Regions from separate parts of the Mus musculus genome. Here region 1 is linked to region 2. A link is a contact called in public Hi-C data. All regions are on one chromosome and are shown on one strand. Each heading gives the region's core, a stretch centred on a gene start, on an enhancer-like site or on the middle of the called end of the contact. The rest is flanking DNA. Distances are from core to core; before and after follow the strand shown.

Region 1 (3,085 bases), core at 125-2,624, 650 kb before region 2:
GGACAAAGGGAACTTATGTGTTGCTCACTCTAACACATACACAACTACACCCCCCGTACAGACCCCACATACCACACACATGCAACACATACATACCACACACACAAACACATATACATATTATACAAACACACCACACATACACAACATATATCACATACACGTAAACACAACATAAACACACTACATACCACACATACACATATACCCAGCATACAGATACCACATACCACATACACACATCACATGCTACATATCACATACTTACAACACTACACACACATTGTATCACCACAGACACACACACACGCAGGCACCATACACACACACACACACAAATACATACCACATATACATACACACCACACACGTGCCACATACCACAGATACACACATACAGACTACATACACACACCCCATGCTACATACCACACACTGCACATACCACACACACACATACTTTATCACCACACACACATACATCCCATATATACAAACCACATATCACACCCACACACAAACCACAACATACACACTACATACGACACACACACACACAAACACAACATACATATATCACATACCAGATACACACCACATTATCACATACCACACACACACACCACACATACTACACTCACTACACTATATCACGACTCTCTCTCCCTCTCTCTCCCCTCCCCCCACCTCTGCCTCTCCTCGGAGATTGGACTTATGCGTGCAGGGCTATGTGCTACACTGGGTCACAGCTCCATCCCCCTTTTACCTTTTATTTTGAGAAGGATTTCACTAGGTTACCCAGACTGGCCTTGAACTTGCGTTAGCACCAAGGAAGGATCAACCTGGAGTTTTCTAGCTTCAGCCTTCTTACTAGCAGAATTACAAGGCGCAGTCTGCATTTCCCTTTGCCCATGGTTTGACATTATATACTAACGTTCAATGTATGAACATCCTATGTGACTGATCAGTTATGAAAACAAATGCCCAGAAGCTGTACAGAAACGGGGCTCAGTGTATGCACATGAACTGGGCTCAGTGTACGTGCCTTTCGGGGTTTCTATCTGAGCCGACTCATGATGGGCTCTTTTCAGCATCAATGAATAGTCAAGGTCTTCAGACAACTTGTTCCTCCTTGATTCCTGGTTCCAGTCAGTCACATCGTGCCATTTCCCCCACATATCAGCAGCTTTGTATATTTTCTGGGATTTTTTTGGAGGGGGGGGTGGGGTGGGGAATAGGGGCAGTATTTTTTATTGTGCGAAGGCAAAAGTGAATTTGTTCCAACACTGCCCTTCCTTCTGAAGAGGGTTAGTCTGGATGTCTTTGGTACTGCTTGGAAATGACACTAGGTGGCGCTCCTCCTTTTCAGTCCTCGCCGCCTGCTGGCAGCTGAGCAAAGGGGTTTTCCAGCACACGTGAGCCCTTGTGTTGCCAGAAAGGACAAGGTCATGCCAACCCGGAATGAGAATGGCGTGGAGAAGTCTGTCCTTTGGAGGAGGGTGAAGAACATCCTTCCTTATGACAGCTAGGGGCTTATTCAGCTTGCAGGTAGCTGTTCTACTTCTAGACAAGCCTCAGAAACTGATCAATCAGTACTTCCCGAAGGGACCCAAGAGGAGCAGAGTCCACGACCTCGCTCTCTCTGGGCAACCTTGGCTCAATCCTTCGCTGGGGCAAGCATTTACTGGTAGCCCATAAAGGGCTCAAACAGTGTCTGCTGTCCACTGAAGGGTGACGTTATATCATTTTGCAGGGAATGGGAGAAAGAAGGGCAGGTCTTCAAACTTCACGATCCATATCCTCTACTTACCCTTCCTAGCTGCTGGGAGACCCAAGAAACAAATATACGTGGAGATTGGCACCAAACTGCCTCCAGTTGTCCCCTACCCCAGGTGACTGTAAATTTCTGGAAAAAAAAAAGTCTCTGCTTCAACACTTTCTGTGCTACCCATACATCCATATATGCGCCCATCCACCCACCCACGGAGGAGCCTCCAGGCACGGCCACACTGCCTGCTTTGCTTTTCCATCTATTCGTTAGCCCTATTTTACCGTTGTCTGTTACTCCATGAGGTTGTGTGCACCCGCTGTGTTTAAAAACATTGCCCTTAAGCACATAGATGCTTTGTAATTGGTCCTGGATGACCCAGAGATCCAGCTGAATCAGTCTTCTGTAAGCCTGTTCCCACCTGTATAAACTACCCTATTCCAGTTTGTCAATTTGATTCTCTCTGTAATATAAGCCTTTCCTTGGGGGGAAAATATCTCATTAAAGTACTTTTGATCTGAAAATCTCCACCGAAAATTTGGAGAAGAAAAATGACTGGAGAGTTTAACCCTGAACTTTATGGTTGTTAACAACCACAATACCTGTGGTCACCCTACTTTCTCCCATCTCATGAACCTCTCTGGGACCTTTGGATCTTCCCAGTTCCCATATTCAAACCAAACTTCGATCCAATGTTTGCTCACCTAAAACCCATTGATGTATTAACCAAACTGAAGACCTTTCCTTCATAACAAACCGAGAGAGCAGAGATAGGACAATCCTCTCTTATGGCAGCAACCAACTTGCTTCTCTACGATGAAGCTTTCACCTGCTCATCTGATCCTGTAGCTTTACACATCTCTGTCTCAAGTTAGAATACGCCGTCCTCTTCCTATCTGCTCATGGTTTTATAGAGAACAAAATGCTTAGGAAGATGATAGACAGAAGTCTCCAAGAAAATCAATAGACCCTCTAAAAGTCTGGGATCTGAAGCTGAAGTTTTGAGTCTGGAAAAAAGGGGAATCCCTCTTACCTTTGCCACGATGACTGTCTAAAGAGGCGTGGAGAGTTGTAATTGTCTGTACTAGGTTTCTTATTTGTTGCAAGGAGGAGTGAAAAGAGGCCATGGTTCTCATTCTAGAATTTCCTCTGCTTCCCGAAGCAAAGACCTCCCCTCACTTTTAAACATGTTCATAAAGGGAGTTGCCGAAGCAGATTCACCTAGGAATCTCAGAGGCTCACAGCACCACTGTACATTGTCAGTCCTGCAGACCAAGGTAGTTTTACTTGTTTTCATTAAGAGGCCCCGTTCCCTCT
Region 2 (3,173 bases), core at 629-3,128:
ATATATCCCTAAGTCATCTGTAGTAAGATGGCTGTTTTAAGTTCATCCATTCATATATTTACTCAACACATGTTCTTATCACACATGTTGGGATGGAAAGTGGTGAATTTGTCTAGGAGTTGAGGGCGTCTATTGTGTTCCCCCACAAAGGAAGGTAGTGTATGTCTATCTCGTAGGTTAGCGCTCTGGAAGCAAAGGACCACTGCCTGCTACAGGTCAGCCTGGTCTACATAGCAAATTCTGGCTAACCAGAGCTACATGATGAGTCTTTGGTCCGGGTAAGGGTGGAAATGGGAAGAAAAGAAAAAGGGTGCCAGTTCAAATCTTTTTAGAAAAGACTCCCCGGCTCCATCACTCCAAACCAACCTCTTCCGTGATACGTACTTGTCCCTTTAAATAAATATGTTCATAATAAAAAGTCCTTTCGAAAACAAATTGGTCATTGTTTTAAACTGGAGGCTTATTTTGTACTAAGGAAAATGAGATCACAGAGGCATGAGGAAGTATTCCATTTCAAAAAATCTACTTTACATTTTTGTTTAAGTCAGAAGTATATCTACATTTTTCCTTCCTTCAAGTGATTCTTAGGCGATAACAGGCTTTGGATAATAATTACAGACTCAACAAATGTTTCCTCCAAAGTATCAGAGTTTCGAATCTGCACTTTTCTAGAGCCAGTCTGGCAGCTGAGTGTGTGCGAGGTGTTTCAAAGAGACACTCCAGGAAATGTGGCAGTGAATTTCTAGAATCGATTGGTACAGGCTTTCAACAAAAGAGATTGACACCAGATCCCCCCCCACCCCCCCTCTTCCCAGGCAGTCTGCCTCTGCAGTCTCCGTGGCTTTGAGAAAGAAAGAGTGAGCTGCACCTCTGCACTGAAATAGCCGCTTTAACGGTGGGATTTTAAAATACCGCTTTCATTTCATTTGTTTCTACTCGCCCCACCCTTCATAATTAAAACAATTCGGTCTTCCATTTTTGTAGAATCCCGGCTACACACTTAAATCAAGCTGAGCACCCTCAGAAGAGGTTATTATCATTCAGTTAGCTCCCTTTGAAGTACATTCCAGCCGAGGCAGGAGCTGGCTGGTGGGAGGTGCCCTGCGAGCCAAAAACACTCACTCGGAGCCAGGCCCCGCTCTCCATTGCCTTTTACTTTCTAGCTTCTTCTGTTGATTTATTCCACAGAGCTGCAGGCCAGTGGGGGAACTAGAGGGGAGGAAGCTTCCAGAACTTCTTAACTCACAAATTGTCTCTGCCTTTCATTATCCTCTGCGTCCACCGCACAGCTTCTCAGCCCTAGGAGGGTGCCTTTTGAATCCATAAATGACGTTTGGTTTTGTTGTTTAAGGGAGCTAACAGATTACCAGTAACTCACTCCAAAGACTCTGTTTTACAAAGGGTTTCCATTCCCAGCTTGTATGTGAAGAAATGTTGGGGGCAGGAGGAGGGAGGGCTGCAGCTTTTCAGAACTTTCTGAGACTGGCCTTTAAAACCGAACCTTAAAACTTTGCTAAATGTGGTGTGAATTCCCGGGATACTAGCTCCACCCATATACATCGAAAAGGATCATAAAACATTTCCAATCCCATCTTCCTCCCGGCTCGGGGAGGAAAAACTGTGCTCAGTGCTGTTGAATAGGCTGGTTCGTTAAGTTCTCTTCTAAACAAGCTGAATGAGGTCATGGGGTTGGTATTTCCATTTTATAGCTGGGAAAACAGGATCAGAGAAATGAAGTAACTTGCCCAAGTTTCATCTCCAGTAGTAGGTGAAAGGGTTTGAATTTGAGGCCTGCCAACTTCAGTCCTCACTGCCTTCTCCCTGGTACTGTCTGTGGAAATTACCGGAATAGCCTCAGAGGTCAAACTGCCTGGATTTAGACACTGGCTCCACCTGCTGTTAGCTACAGGGCTCTGGGAAAACCACTTAACTCTCTCTGGCCCTGTTTCCTCATCAGTAAACTAAGTTAATGGAGTCCTGTGTTCAGGCTTCACATGTTTTTTTTGCAAAGTCTAGTCAAGTCTCTTTGCCTCGCAAATCTTTCTGTGCCGTCCATGACACCTTCTATTGTTTGTCTCACTGTGTTCTTTGATCTATGTCCAACAAGATGCTTCATAAAGCATCTTAAATGAACTGTCAAGGATTTAGTCCAAGGGGCTGCAGAGATGTTTAAGAGCACTGACTGCTTGTCCAAAGACCCAGAGTTCAGACCTCAGTACTCACATGGTAGTTTAAAACCAGCTCTTATGCTAGTTCCAAGGGGGTCCCCCATCTTCTTTTTTGAATAGCTTAGGCACTGCACACATTTGGTGAACAAACATACCTGCAGGCAAACAAACAACCCCCCCAACCCATACATGTAAAAATAAATAAATAGCATTTTTTAAATTAAAATTTTTAAAGATTTATTTATTTATTATATGTAAGTACACTATAGCTGTGTTCAGACACCCCAGAAGAGGGCGTCAGATCTCATTACAGATGATTGTGAGCCACCATGTGGTTGCTGGGATTTGAACTCAGGACCTTCGGAAGAGCAGTCAGTGCTCTTAACTGCTGAGCCATCTCTCCAGCTTTAAATTAAAAAAATAATTTAAAAAAAGAATTTAGTTTAAAATTTCACAGCTCTATTGTAACTGACCTGGGATTTGAACTCTTGTGATTTTAAAGTCCTCTTCTCTGCATTGCATCACTGCTTTCTGTTATGCCAAGCTCAGGACAGGTTCAACAGCATCCTTAACTACTTCTTGAGAATTCCACTGGCAAATAGCCCACAGAACTGAGAAGTAGCCAGTACCTTACCTGATTACAACTAGAAATTTCTTCATTCTGTCTGCCACAAATCTGTGACTGGAGGGATCTTGTAGTTCACTAGTAGCTTAAGAGCCATTGCGAGGCCTTTGAGTTTTGTGATATCCTGACTCCTCGAAGACCCGATATTCTCCAGTGGTCATGCTCATGCATTGTGTGGCTTGGTGAAAGCACTGATAGACCTGCCCAACGCCTGACACACGGCTTGATGGCATGGCAGGGAAGTCAGCTGGAGTAATTGCAGAAGTAATGATGTTCCTGGAGATGGATGTAAGACCAGAGAACAGCAATATAGGGGTTAGATGAACATCCTAATGCCTGTCCATTGTCTATTCTTTGTGATTGTCTGTCTAGAATCTTGT

Evidence for each region. Hi-C and Micro-C count contacts between places; a contact is called where the count stands out from the background.
Region 1: a Hi-C map of cerebral cortex shows a contact between it and region 2, with 4 times the contacts expected there. The contact joins two enhancer-like sites. A contact is called at or near these places in 8 of 484 Hi-C or Micro-C datasets (the HPC-7 cell line, the N1E-115 cell line, cardiomyocytes and 5 more) and 2 of 115 datasets of contacts at active chromatin or transcription factors (astrocytes and embryonic stem cells).

What each region holds. Positions count from the first base shown.
Region 1 is chr3:58,121,185-58,124,269 of GRCm38.p6, reverse strand. Gm40056 (a long non-coding RNA gene) reads right to left here. Exons shown (of 6, transcript XR_003954487.1): 4 at 1,811-1,906. Among named protein-coding and RNA genes, the nearest start is that of Gm40056, 33 kb to the right of the region's middle. Within about 2 kb of position 1,374, at least 29 of the 459 cell types and tissues checked have an H3K27ac peak or open chromatin away from gene starts, as enhancers often do. A contact at or near this core is called in cerebral cortex and stem cell-derived neural stem cells, where this site is marked.
Region 2 is chr3:57,469,111-57,472,283 of GRCm38.p6, reverse strand. The region is part of intron 4 of Wwtr1 (WW domain containing transcription regulator 1); the gene reads left to right. Among named protein-coding and RNA genes, the nearest start is that of Tm4sf4, 45 kb to the right of the region's middle. Within about 2 kb of position 1,878, at least 141 of the 459 cell types and tissues checked have an H3K27ac peak or open chromatin away from gene starts, as enhancers often do. A contact at or near this core is called in cerebral cortex and stem cell-derived neural stem cells, where this site is marked.